Linked DNA regions of Mus musculus: region 1 is linked to region 2. The links are chromatin contacts, called in public Hi-C maps. All regions are on one chromosome and are shown on one strand. Each heading gives the region's core, a stretch centred on a gene start, on an enhancer-like site or on the middle of the called end of the contact. The rest is flanking DNA. Distances are from core to core; before and after follow the strand shown. Region 1 has its middle 26 kb from the start of Mir146. Region 2 has its middle 120 kb from the start of Ccng1.

What was found. Hi-C and Micro-C count contacts between places; a contact is called where the count stands out from the background.
Region 1: a Hi-C map of cortical neurons shows a contact between it and region 2, with 4 times the contacts expected there. The contact joins two enhancer-like sites. A contact is called at or near these places in 11 of 484 Hi-C or Micro-C datasets (the G1E-ER4 cell line, cardiomyocytes, cerebellum and 4 more) and 3 of 115 datasets of contacts at active chromatin or transcription factors (VIP interneurons, astrocytes and large pre-B cells).

Annotation. Positions count from the first base shown.
Region 1 is chr11:43,345,126-43,352,259 of GRCm38.p6, reverse strand. No RefSeq gene overlaps it. Among named protein-coding and RNA genes, the nearest start is that of Mir146, 26 kb to the left of the region's middle. Within about 2 kb of position 1,824, at least 14 of the 459 cell types and tissues checked have an H3K27ac peak or open chromatin away from gene starts, as enhancers often do. A contact at or near this core is called in cortical neurons, where this site is marked.
Region 2 is chr11:40,869,754-40,876,414 of GRCm38.p6, reverse strand. No RefSeq gene overlaps it. Among named protein-coding and RNA genes, the nearest start is that of Ccng1, 120 kb to the right of the region's middle. Within about 2 kb of position 3,239, at least 3 of the 459 cell types and tissues checked have an H3K27ac peak or open chromatin away from gene starts, as enhancers often do. A contact at or near this core is called in cortical neurons, where this site is marked.

The DNA of each region.
Region 1 (7,134 bases), core at 575-3,074, 2.5 Mb before region 2:
AGTAGGTATGATATATATATGAGCAGAAGGCAATACTAGATTCAGAGACTGGGAAAAGGGAGACAGAAAGCATGAAACCCAAGCAGTTCCCGCTGCTTTGAGGAGGGCTGGGGCTGCTTAGAGTTGGCTGTGTGTCTCTGCTTGTTCAAGAATGGCTCTTGACCTGCAGATACTATAGAGAACTGTGAAGTTCCTGAGCTCAAGAAGATGCTAAAAGAGGAAGTGTGAAGTAGGCAGCAGGCTATGCAGATCAGGAACAGGGACTGAGGATGGGCATCAGAGACTTTGTTGCCATGGTAACTCTGGGGCTAGGGTAGCAACGAACTGATTGTGTCTTTATGAGCCTTTCTTGGGGCTTCTTGTCATGTTCCTTTCTGAGTTAGGGGTCAATCCTGGCTCCTACTTTCTACCATGCAATTAAAAATTTCTGGGAGTGAGAGTCTACCTTGTCACTTGCTCATGGGGACCTCTAGGTCCTCATTAAACTGGCTTCAGTAAGACTCCAACATCAGAGCATACAAGTATAGGACACCTGAACAAGCATTTGGGGACGGGAGGCCACACTCTAGACACCAATGTCAAATATACATGTTGAGTCTCATGGTGGTGATCATGAGTGCATGGGCAAGCTGCTTTTCTAAGTTATGGGATCATTTTCAGACTGACCCTGAACAATGTCCATGCAAGCACTCAGCCCATGTTATTATTGATATTCTTGCCTTGGTATTGCAACACACTTCCAAAGTTCAAGTGAAGAGGGCTGGATAGATTGCATCAACCCTTCTCCACAGCTCCTGAAGCAGAGGCAAGGAATCTTATGATCTAGTATGAATAAATGTCCTTCTTGCGGTCTGTGGGGACAAGGTCACCAAAGCAGCCAGTGGTACCAACCCCTGCCCCAGCTGGCTGCCATCAGTGTTTGAGAATCCAAAACAGATTTTTTTTGAAAGATTTATTTATTATGTGTGAATATACTGTTGCTCTCTTTGGACACAAGAGAAGAGGGCATCAGATTCCATTACAGATGTTTGTGAGCCACCATGTGGTTGCTGGGAATTGAACTCAGGACTTCTGGAAGGCCACTGAGCCATCTCTCCAGCCACCCCACACCCCCCAACAGGTTTTGTATCAGCGATTTTTCTCTGGCTTTATCCATTCCATTTTCCTATCTCCCTGGCCTGGAATTTGGAAGGGCCCTGGGAACTTCTCTCAGCAACTCCTTTCCTCTCTTGTCAGTCATTTCTCTGACCCATGTCTGATTGTCAGGTTTCCATGGGGAGCCCTAGCCTCTCGAAGACTCTCTGTTTTCTGTTCTTAGATGGGCTTGAAGAAACCAGAAAAGGCATGTGAGGCAAAAGCTGCTTGAATTGATAACAATGGGACTGGCAACCTCAAATTCCCTTCCATTGAAAATTCCTGGGGGTGGGGGTCGGGATGGGGCTCTTGCTTTCAGTACTTTTAACTTTTTATCATGCCTCTTTGGATTAGGTTTTTGGTGGGCTTTCCAAAACTTGGGTGGAAGGTGTCCACTAAGAGTGGGAAGGGGTGCAAAAGCAGATGTCTATTTGCCACAAAAAGGAGCAAGTAAGGAAAGGTTAAGATGTGTACGTTTCCCACACACATTTGGCCTCTGCTTCCTTCATCCAATGAGGCAGCTGAGTCTTGACTCCCATTCTTGTGTCACAGAACAAGTTGGAGAAGTTACAGCACCCTGGGATGAGTCCTGCGCCTTTCTTTCTTGTCCCTCTCATCCTCTGCTCACCCTGATATCCCCATTTCCTGCTTGGGGTCTTACAGCCAACAGCCAGAGCTCCTGAGCTCTGTTTAAAAAAAAAAAAAAAGCCGTCACCATGGTAACCTGCATCCTGCTCCATTTCAACCAGAGATACAAAGAAGCAGCAAAAGAGAAAGTTTAATCAGATTAAAAAAAAAAAAAAAGGAATCTTATTGACAGTATCCGTCTTTTTGGGAATAGAAATGTTCCATTTTAGTGGTGTTATCAAATGCCAGTCATTTTATGTCCTGTGGCTTCCAGAGGGTCAAAGTCATTGCTTGCTTTCTAGGGCTGTAGATGTCACGCCTTCTTCTCCAGAACGGGTTGAAGGCTCTTATGTGGCATGCTGGCTTTTTGTTTCTGGTTTGTTTATAGGCAGGGTCTCATGCAATCCAGGCTGACCCCAAACTTGCTATGTAGCTGAGGCTGACCTGCTTTCAGCTCTCGAGTGCTGGGGTTACAGGCTTTCTGGGTGTTGCTGCACTGGCCCCTGTTTATGCTTCTTGGAAGGAATTACGGTGGGATTCACTCTAGGGAGCTTTCCAGGCTTTTCCCACCTCAGTCTCCCCAGCCTACAAATCCTTACATCATAATGGAATGAGAAAAAATAGCTGTGACATCCTTGAAGGTCGCTTACTCCACAGCGCCACTCTTGAATTTGTGTGTCTAGTGATTCTTCCCAGGCATCTATGCCCAGAGAATGCTCCTGGATCTTCCTCAGGAGGGCGTGACCTCAAGAGGGCGTGACCTCTGGAGGGCGTGGCCTCTGGTCTTCATGACTCACTTGGAGCTGGGAATTATCTGGCTCATGCTGGTTAGTTTTGTCAGCTTGACAGTCTCCTAGAAAGGAAGCACTCCAATTGAGCAATTTTCTCTATCGTACTATTTCGTGGACATGACTGTATGGCATATTTATTGATATAGAAAGGGCCGAGTCTGCTGTGGCTGCCGCTATCCCTAAGCAGGTAGTCCTTGGAGATATATGAAGGGTAGATGAGGTAGCAGCGTTCCTCCATGATCTCTGCTTGAGTTCCTATCTTTATGGTGTTGTAGTTTTTGTTCTTGTTTTTTTTTCCCCCATGACTGTGATAAGCATAAGCCAGATGATATCTTTTTCCTTCCTAAGTTCCTTTTGGTCATTGTTTTATCACGGCAACAGAATGAAAATTAGCATGTTCTCTCTCATAGACACAGGGATGAGCCCATGGCCTGTGGGAGTTCTGGGCTTTGGTCTGGCAGGACTAAGAGGCCAAGTGAGGGCAGGTCCGGTGTGAGGATGGAGGCCAATGGGTGCAAGGATAGGGAGGGAGACAAGGCTCTGAGTGTTTCTCTTGGTGTTCATTGGAATGTACTAAGACACTGCCATCATCTGATATTTTTAAGTTATCCTAGGCTCCCCTGCACAACTTCCCAGAATTCCCCTCATTCCACCGTCCTTAAGTCAGATATACACTTGTTATTTTTCAAACTAGAATCTTTGGTACTCAGCTTCAGCTGTCTTCCCAGCTATGTTTTTGTGGATACTGCTGGGTTATCTGTTTGTGGTTTGTTGTTGTTGTTTTATTTTAAATCACAGCGAGGTTTGTTTTTATAGACAAAGATACAGTGGCCCTGCAAGGACTTATCTCCTTTTTGCCTAATGAGTGGGCCACAGAGAGTGGCTGCAGTACAGTTCTTGGCCACTAGGGGGCAGGAGCACCAAAGCAAAGGACTAAAGAAAGCCAGCAAAAGAAGCCGGCAGGTAGCAAGACAACAGGGCTTGTGAGGCTGGCACAGTTCAAGTTCTGAATCTCACATCTCTGTATCTCATCTTGGATGCACTGCGTGCCTACTTACTCTGATGATCTCATGCACCAAAGTGCCCGAAAAGAAATTTCTTAGGACTTTTGATGTAGGATCTTACTGCCTATGAAACAAAGCAAGAGGCATCTCGGATAAGAATTAACCTTTCATAGTTCTTAAAGAAGTTCTTGGGAATTGTAAGACCTCAGCCTCCGCTTCCAAGACAGTGTGTGACCTTTTGTAAGAAGCCTAACCCACTACCTCTCCCTGGGCTTAAATGTCTTCTTCACAAAAGGCGAGATGATGGGGCATCATCATCCTTTCTAAATCCAAGAGGCAAAGGGCAAAGATGGCAGACGTGGTTTCTATAGACTCCTTCCCATGAGGCATTTAAATCCGCTCCTTCATCCCCACACTGGGATCTACGTACTTCTACAGGCGGCCGCACTTTACACACAAGAACAAAAAAAAACCTCAGGTAGAAGCTTGGTAAGAGGTGAGTGAGGTATTTTTTTTGGCTCTTTCTACTCACTCTGTGTCTGTCTGCACCCTTTGATGGTAGTGAGGTCTGCGAGCAGAAGTTAGTGAGCATCTGTGATCGTTGACGCTGTCTTGAAATCCACATCAACTCCTTCCTTATCCTGAACCAGAACTTACTGAGCCAGCCCAGGCTGCCTGCCTGGAATGGAGTAGATATGAAAGTCCACTGGGAGCAAGGCATGGCTGGGTCAGGGGTTCTCAGCCTCCCTAATGCTGTGACCCTTTAGTACAGCTCCTCATGTGGTGACGCCAACCATGCAATTATTTTGTGGCTACTTCATAACTGTAATTTTGCTAATGTTATGAATCATAGTATAAATATTGGGTATGCAGGATATCTGATATCAATCCCTATGAATAGATCATTTGACCCACAGTTTGAGAAGAAGCGCTGGTCTAGAAGGGTTTTTTTTTTTTTTTTTTTTTTTTTTTTTGCCTTGTCATAGATCGTATTTATGGCCAGGCAAGACTATTTCCATACAATGCCATGTGGTAGAGCTTTTGCTCAAAACTTTGACTTTTTTTTATTCTTAAAAGATACTCCAAAGAGTTTAGGAACCCACGGACCTATGAGACTATCTGCACTTCTGGCTATCCCACATCGGGGCAAGATGGTGGCTTGGCTCTCTTTCTATAGTCTCATCCATGAAACACCATGAAGTTAAAAAGATCAAAACAAAAAGCAAGTGATGCGAAAAAAAGCAAAAACAAAACTAACTTATGTAAAGCTTTTAATCCCAGCATTCAGGAGGGAGAGGCAGGCAGATCTCTGTGGGTTTGAGATCAGCTTATTCTGCATAGTGAGTTTCAGGACAGCCAGGGTGCTATGGAGTAAGGCCATGTCTCAAAGAAAGAAAGGAAGAAAGAAAGAAAGAAAGAAAGAAAGAAAGAAAGAAAGAAAGAAACAAACAAACAAAAAAACCAAGAGAAACAGCCAACCAATCAACCAACTAACCAGACAAAACAAAACTCAAACAAACAAAACACCCAAGCTTAAGTAAAACTTTCTCTCTCTCTCTCTCTCTCTCTCTCTCTCTCTCTCTCTCTCTCTCTCTCCTCTGGCAGCCTCAGTGTCTCAGGCTCACTGTCCCGGAATGCAGAGGGGAGGGGTTGGCACAAGGGAGATGAGTCCTTGCCTTGCCTGTGCTTGCTGCTGTCTAGCTCTGAGTGACCATTCTTCACGTTTCTCAGCTGCCTGGTTGACGGTAAGCGGCCACTTTCTGCCCCATTGCCATTTCACTTAGCAGGACATTGTAACTAAAGACTAACAGAGAGTAGCACCATTTCTCTCTTTAAAAATTACTTCCATCAAAGTAAATCCTTATTGTTGAAGACATGATGCATTTCAGAAACAGGCCCCGGAGGCCTCTGAGCTGGAGCTGACCTGAGCGGCCCGGCCTGAACACTAGCTTTCACGGAACCAGAAGGCACCATGCAAGTTTCCGAAGGAGGGAAGCGAGCAACAGTCCCATCTAACTATAACACGAATGAGCCGCATCAACAACCAGCATGGCGTGGTAACCCTAAGGGGGCAGTAGTGGCACACATGCCTTGGCAGTAACCATCAGGTCTCCAGTTGGATTTAAGACAAGTCCAAGGCTCAACAAGAAGGAATTCATGTCTAATACAGCTAACTACTAGCTAGCCTAATCTAGCTAAAGACTCAGTGCTGGTTAGAGTCTTGGTTAACTGGAGAAGAGTCTAGAACCATTAATTTACTAAACCAGCACACTCCCTAAAAATCGAAAAACATTTGTTCTTATACCTACAGGTAACTGTAGTCTTTACATCAAGGAAAGTGCTGTTTGGAACATATGGAGACCACTACAAAAAACCCTCAGCCAATCAAAGTGCAGGTTTGTGGACTCCAGTCCCTGTGGATACATCTACAAAATCCTCCCACGTGTAAGGCTGAGAGAGCATTGTGAAGAGGGGGCAGAAAGATTGCAAGAGCCAGGGGATCAGGGACTTTGATCTAAGATTGTGTCTCCTAGTAATATCAGAAGCTGTACTCATGAAGTCTCACCACTAAGACTGTCCAAGTGTGAGCTGAACAAGGATGGCACCAGTGGACATGACAGATTGGATAGGGGAAAGCCCATGAAGTCTCAGCCCCACATAAAGAGCTCTAGGCACCTGAATAAAGCAGAGAGTGGGATGGGGTGGACCTCCCCAGGGAAGAGCATACCAGATGGTTGCCAAGTGCCACACTGCCAGCCCTGTAAACACACATACAATTAATCAGACTAGCTAAACAGGTTGCATTCCTGAATACGTTCTATCTATCTATCTATCTATCTATCTATCTATCTATCTATCTATCTATCTATCTATCTATCAATCTATCTATCTATCTATCTATCTATCTATCTATCTATCTATCTATCTATCTATCTAATACATGTAATGACAATTAGTGAAAAAGAGGACATAGATTTGAGGGAGAGTGGGGAGGGCTTGGAGGTAGGAAAGGGAGGGGAGAAATGTAATTAAATTAAATAAAAAACATTGACCACTGTTTTTGTTTGTTTGTTTGTTTTGGATGGCATCAGCCCTGAACCTTTAACAAGTGCAGAGCATCCTGTGATAACTGACCCAGGCATCTATAATGGGCAGGTTCCTGTTGACCCCACCTGTGCCCTTCAGGTTACTCTCCTTGTCTTTGCTGGGGAAGAATTTTGATGTCTTTCAGATTATCTTTTCCAGCATTTCCATTGTTTAGCAAGGGGAGATGGCTTCTGAGCTCATATGAGATCTGCATGCGAACACAGGCTTTTGGAGCCACCTGCTCTGCTGGCTGCTCATCATAGAGTGTAGCTGGGAAGGAAAGACAAAGGGACCTCGAATTTCTCTGTGCGGGCCATTTACAGAACATTGGGGAAAATGCCTCTTGTTCACTATTTTGTGTTCGCTGTGTCTGTATTCTGTGCTTCAAGTATCCAAAATACTGTCCCCAGATAATAGCTTATATGGTACATTTGGTCTGGTCCTCTTTCCTGTGTCCCTAAACAGTTTAAACCCTCCATATCCTCTTCCTG
Region 2 (6,661 bases), core at 1,990-4,489:
TACTTACCCACTGAAGAATGACAGTAGGAACATATTAAAAGTCTTTGCTTTTCACAATTAAAATATAATGCTTCTATAAGAGCAGAAACTTTGTATATTCAATACAACACTGCAATTCCTAACAGAATAGACTCTGCTCTGAGCCAAGATGTTTTAGGCAGTTGTTGGTTTTAGGTGTTATAATAGCATGCACAGTACAAAATGAACAGGTTTGTTCAGAGCCAAAGCTGCAAAAAGTTGCATTATACAACACAGGCTAGTGCTGCAGGAAATACCTCAGATTTGCTACACATTTCATTTTAAATTAATATGTGGTCATTTTGTGGTCCACGGTTTGAAGTTGCTAGACATCACGAAAGGTTGTTCCTTATCTTTTTTTTTTTTATTCTTGTTTTCTTTTTACGGTCCTAGGAATCATCCCTAGGGGTTCTTGCATCCAAGGCAAACACTGAAATACATCCCCATCCATCCCTGGAGACTGACCTCTAAGTGATGTGTGTAAGAACAGAGGCCTGCATTTTAAGTCTGATCCCACAGTCTGATCAGGACATGCCTCCCTGCACCTCTTCCTGGGTTCAAGAGTTAAGAAACAGTCTATTCTGTGGCCAAATCGTATCCCCTGATTTAAGGTCCTAACCAGCACCCAGCTCCTCCATTCTCTTTCTTATATATTCTGTGCTAAACTAAAGCACATGATTTGAAACTTCTCACCTCCCCAAAAGGTTATAAAAAGCCAAACTTTTGTTCTGGTGATTAGATCAAGTCTCCACAAGGAGACTGCTCCAGGATTTGGGGTGGAGATGAAGGCTGCTTTCTGAAAAGTCTCCAGTGCCCTTGCCAACTCCTCCTAGGCTGATGTGCATGCTCTCAGTCTCCCTCTTCCTCTTTCTCCTCTTTCCCTCTCACTCTTTTTCTTCCTCTCCCTCTCTCCCTCTTCCTCCCTCTGTGTGTGTGTGTGTGTGTATGTGTGTGTGTGTGTAAAATTTTTTTAAAAATCAAAACAAAAAGCACGTGCACACACACAAAAAATGGCATCCATTTTCAACTATGACTTAGTTTCTAAAAGAAGCTCCACTCCAGACTGTAATAAAAAGTTTCTTCTTCCTTTTAAGGCCCCATGTATAGATCTCCATATATTGTGGTTTTTTTCGAATACTTTTCTCACCACCCCAAGAACCAATCATGACTTTGTAGTTTTCTTATTCCAATAAACCTCATTGGAGCTTCTTATACGGAGTGACACCTGCCATTTTACTGCTGTTTTATGTATGAGAAAAGTATTAGTGTAATTTCCTGAGCAGAGATCTTAGTAAAGCTTCAAAGTAGTCAGGTACTGATACAAAATCAGATACTGTCAAAGACAATAGTGGTTCCACACACTTTCTTAGCATCTCAAAAAGCAGCAACTCTGATCATCCTGTGTTAGAACACAGATGGTGTGAGTTTTATTAAAAGCAAGGGCCATGTTTGACACTTCCAAGATGGAGCTCTTCTCTGTGGGAAACTGGAGAAGCCCTCTTTCTCCATATTTCCTCTCTGATAGTCGATAAAGACAAGTGAAGAACTAAGCTCCTGAAAGCCACATGGAAGGACTTGAAAAGAACAAGCCTCAACTTCTGAAATGACACTGCTGTCGGATTTTCAGACATTCATTTCAGTGGAAACCTTGCAAAATCTCCATGAGGGTGACAGCAGAATCAGCCATCCTTCATAAAAGTGGGAAGTGAGGCACTGTCAAGACATGGCACAGTCCAGAGACTCATGGTCGCCAATGAAGGAGCTGGAAAAAGGACCCAAGGAGCTGATGGGATTTGCAGCCCTATAGGAGGAACATCAATATGAACTAACCAGTACCCCCAGAGCTCTCTGGGACCAAACCACCAAGCAAAGAAAAAACATGATGGGACTAATGGCTCTAGCTGCATGTGTAGCAGAGGATGGCCTGGTCGATCATCAATGTAAGGAGAGGCCCTTGGTCCTGTGAAGGTTCTATGCCCCAGTATAGGGGAGTGCCAGGGCCAGAAGCTGGAGTGGGTGGGTTGGTGATCAGGGGAAGGGGTAGGGGATAGGGAATTTTGGAGGGGGAACAGGGAAATGGAATAGTGTTTACAGTCTAAACGAAGAAAATATCTAAAAGAAAAAAGGGGGAAAAAAAGAAATTCTTTAGTGTTGTACCACATAGAATATCCCTCTTCAAAAGAGGACAGCCAAGAGACAAGTGTTATAAACATATTATAATCTCACAAATAAAATTAAAAAGGAAGTATTGTGTAGAAAATAAATAAATAAATAAGAAAGAGAGAGAGAAAGAAAGAAAGAGAGCGAGAAAGAAAGAAAGAAAGAAAGAAAGAAAGAAAGAAAGAAAGAAAGAAAGAAAGAAAGAAAGAAAGAAAGAAAGAAAGTACTTACTTGGTCTCTCCTCACAGCAATATAATACTTACTAAGACATTAGCTACCTATACATCCCTTCGTCCAGTCAGGATGACATAAAAGTGTAGCAACTGTTTGCATGGTGCTTGGTATTATGAATAATCTAGATGATGTTCAGTGTGTCTTAGAAGTGTCATAAATACAAAACTTTATGATGCAAAACAGAATTTGCTTTTCTGCCACTATAAGGAAACGTGTAGATTTTTTTCACCTGGAAACACCTGCAAAATAACGAGTGCTAGTCAAAATCTAGCTCTGTGATTGAAGGCAGCCAGAATGACAAACACGGAACTTGAAATTTGAAGGATGATGGGAAAGGGGAAAGCAATGTCTATACAACACATAGTGCAAACATGTGGTGTACTGCATTTCTTTTGCCCAAACTGCTAAGCTATTGAGCCTCGCCTTGCTCCTTCCTCCACACCTGTTATTTCCCCCCACGGTATTTCCAGGTTCATGCCCCTATTCCTATGGCATTAATCTATTTCTCTTTTCAGTGAACTTCTAGAAATATGACATGTATTCCAAAACTGCTTGTTTGGAATTCTAACTTCTATACCCCAACTAAACCTCATGTTTAGGACTTCCCACCTATTCTTCCCCTATCATTGACATCAGACTAAATGGCATCATCTTTCCTTGGCCTGATTTTTCAAACCAGAAATCTTGGTCATGTTTGACTCTGTTTTCCTTCACACTCCTGCAAATCTTTTGCTTCCATCATCTGTCTCTTCTACTTCTAACATCTTCTGCCTCTCACTTTCCCTCGTCTCCATAGCGACTACCCATCTCCAGGCTAACAGTATCTCTTGGCAAGGTTACTACAATCATTCTCAGATTAGACTCTTGCTGTTATTTGTATACTGCACAATCCTGTCTCCCTGTACCAATGTGATTTTTTTAAACTACATCAAAAAAGGAAAAAATGTAGAAGTCCCTTGGTTGAATCTTCTCATTGCCTTTCCCTTGTATCAATAAAGACATCCAATCTGGTCAGTAGACTTCAGGAAATTCTGAAATCCGGGGAGCTTCCTAGCCCTTTATACTCTTTAGCTTCAACACACACTTCTCTCCCTCACCACTGGCATTCACATGTTTTTCAGTTCTTGCCCACCACAGGACAAAAAATTCTCCTTCCCACTTTCTCCAGACTACTCTTCCACCACCCTAGAAACAGTGAATTCAAAGTGTCCTTTTCTCCTACCTGCCAATCCAATTAGAAAGTAAAGAATTCCACACACATAAGCATTGGCTCTGGCTGTGGGTGATACAGAAGGGAAAGATAAGAAAACCCCGGCAAACTGACCTTCCCTTAAGCATGTCATAAAGACTTCTGACTTATAAACATCTAGGTGACCTGCTTTTCTGGAAATAGTTATATAGTTACAATAACAGTAAAGTAGAGTCCCATCAAGGTTATCATTAACCAAAGCCAGTTTACTGGAGGCACAATTGCAATGAGTTTACATAGGTTCTCTGGGGTGAGGCTTTAAGAAAGAATAATTTTAAATGATAAATTTTCATTGCAAAGTCATTGTTTTCTAGTGAGTCTGTCATAATCCCATTACAGAGTTGAGCTCCTATTAACAACTCAGGCAGTAGGACGCCCTATCAGACTGATCTGAAAGTGACCCACTTTTCCATCTTTAATTACCAGCTTTTCCTTTCTCTCAAACAGATTCAGTTCTGTCCTAGACCAGGTATACCGTTGAGTTGTTCTAAAGGCAACTACAGAGTTACACTTAGAAAATACTCAGGTGTTTTCCTGATTTTAATAGAATTCTTACAAACTGACATCATTTCTGTGAAAGAAAGCAAGAGTCCTTTAAAAGGGAAAATAAATGCAAGTGCATATAACCAGAAACGGGGTGCTAAAACTGGATGAGTTGAACCACTGAGGGAATAGACTAAGCCACAAAGGAGCAGCAGCTGGACACATGGAGGTTGCTAGAGTCAGCAGAATAAGAAGAGACAGGCAGATGGGACCTAGTATGTATAGAGAATGATGACAAGCAGAAAGGTCCTAGTACTTTAACAGGGGTGGGGAATGGACTTTAAGAGACATTGCTTCTCTAATTAGCCTTCCTAGGCAAAAGGGTGTCCCAGTCCAGCCAGTACAAAGTCCAGCAGTCCTCTGAGGGGGGAGTGAGGATTATAGGAAAGACAGAAAAGAAGACTCAGAAGCAGAGGTTAGAAATCAGAGGGGCTGTCCAGTCAGTGCTGCAACAGCCTCGAGTTTAATTAGCTTATGTTTTATATACGTTACAGCATCATGGGAAACAAAGTCACAAGGCAGTAGAGACAAAACTGATGCTACATTCGATATCTGTACCCATCCACAGGCCTCCCTGTTCTTCCTTCTTCCTCCAAGATTAACAGAACATTCAGTCCCTCACCTTGAGATTCAAGTGTATCCGCTCTTATCAGCAGGTCAATAAATCTACCAGTAGACCGTGGCCTGACATGAATCTACCTGACAGGCAGGCTTTCACAGAAGTAGGCAAAATGGAAGCCAACAAGAGGGTAGCTTGAAGTAGCTGAAAGCAAAGACAACACCTCAAGAAAGCAATTGAAATAGTGATTACAAGCAATGGTTCTCAACCTGTGCTCACAACCACTTTAGGGGTCACATATTAGAAGTGCTGTGCTCCAGATTAACATTACAATTCATAAGAATAGCAAAATTACAGTTGTGAAGCAGCAGCGATCATTTTACAGTTTGGGGTCACCAAATCACAAAGAAGTGTATTAAAGGGTATTAGATTATCATATGGGAAAGACCTCTAACAAAATTTGGGATAGAGAATAAAAAAAAATGCTAAGATGGAAAAATGTGTTTGTAGAAAACACAATTACCTTAAAACACCATTAAGACAGTAGTCAGAGGATATCTGTGCTCAAAGACAATGGGTTACTTTTTTATGATAAACTATCCTGACAGAGTTAGGGAAGAAAGGGTCTATTTTAGTTTATAGTTCCAGAACTGATATGGTCTATCGTGGTAGAAGGCATGGCAAACACACAGGCATGGTGGCAGGAGCTGGAAGCTGGCCCATCACAATTTTATCTGCACACAGGAAGCAGAGAAGGAAAACAGGAAAAGGAGCAAGGCTGTAAAATCTCGAAGCCCACCCATACAGACTTCCTTCAATAAGGTTCAACCTTCTAGAGTTTCCATAATGCTCTCAATAATTGCCCCACCACTAGGGCCCAGATGTGATACATGAACCTGTTGGGGACATTTCTCATTCAAACCACTGCAAGCAGTGTGGCATTTCTAACTCCTCCCCGCATCTATATTTATAAAGAACTTAGTCCAGTTTTGTTAGGACTGCATTGGCCACATATTATATTTGCTAAAGTAAAGATGCCATATCTTTTAAGGACTCTAATTTCTGTTAAATGAACAGATAAGATTCTAATAGACTGACTAATACATACTGTAAGGTGGTTACATCTACCTCCCATCCTTTCTTTTGCTTTCTATTAATATTTCATAAGTCAGAAGGCCATAACCTGTTATCTGGGCAGGTTAATGCTTGCCTGGAGAGCTAGTTTCCCTCCAGCTTCTCCCTCCTTTACCAACAAGTCAATCTATTATTCATCTTCTGTTCTTTATTATGCTTCTAGATGAATGAATGAATACCTCTCAGCTTAATATACTAGATGGACCCCATTCCCTAGCCATATGGTAAGATCTGGTACAGGCATATTACCAGGTAAGAATGAACTAGTATCAGAAATTGTATGAAAGTGTCAAAAGACAGTGTGTTGATAAAGACAATATGATGTGAGATACAAATCACTAGAACCCTGGAAGAGACAACTTTCAGCTGCCAGGGCAGCATGCAGCCTTGAAATGTACACTGAGTCCAGAGGCACAGGAAGACTCAGATGCTCAGCAGCATCATTTGTGCATTTATCTTTACTTGAAGTAAGTTTACCAGGAACGTGATTAAATTTCTTTGTTTCAAATTGTTTGCATCTTTTTTATTATACACTAGCAAAACAGATTTGAGCCAGTATGACATGCAGGCCTCGCTAAACCGAGTACATACTCTCTTTAGATTACAGTGACTAAGATTCAGAGATGCACAGCAGAAACCAAGACAGGGTCTCTCAGGATTGGGCAGACAGTAATGCCAGAAGCAAAAAAGAGGGGGGCGTGCTTTCTCTCCCTATGGTTGCTAATCAATCTCTACCAAAAAAAGACAAAGGAGGAGGAGGAAGA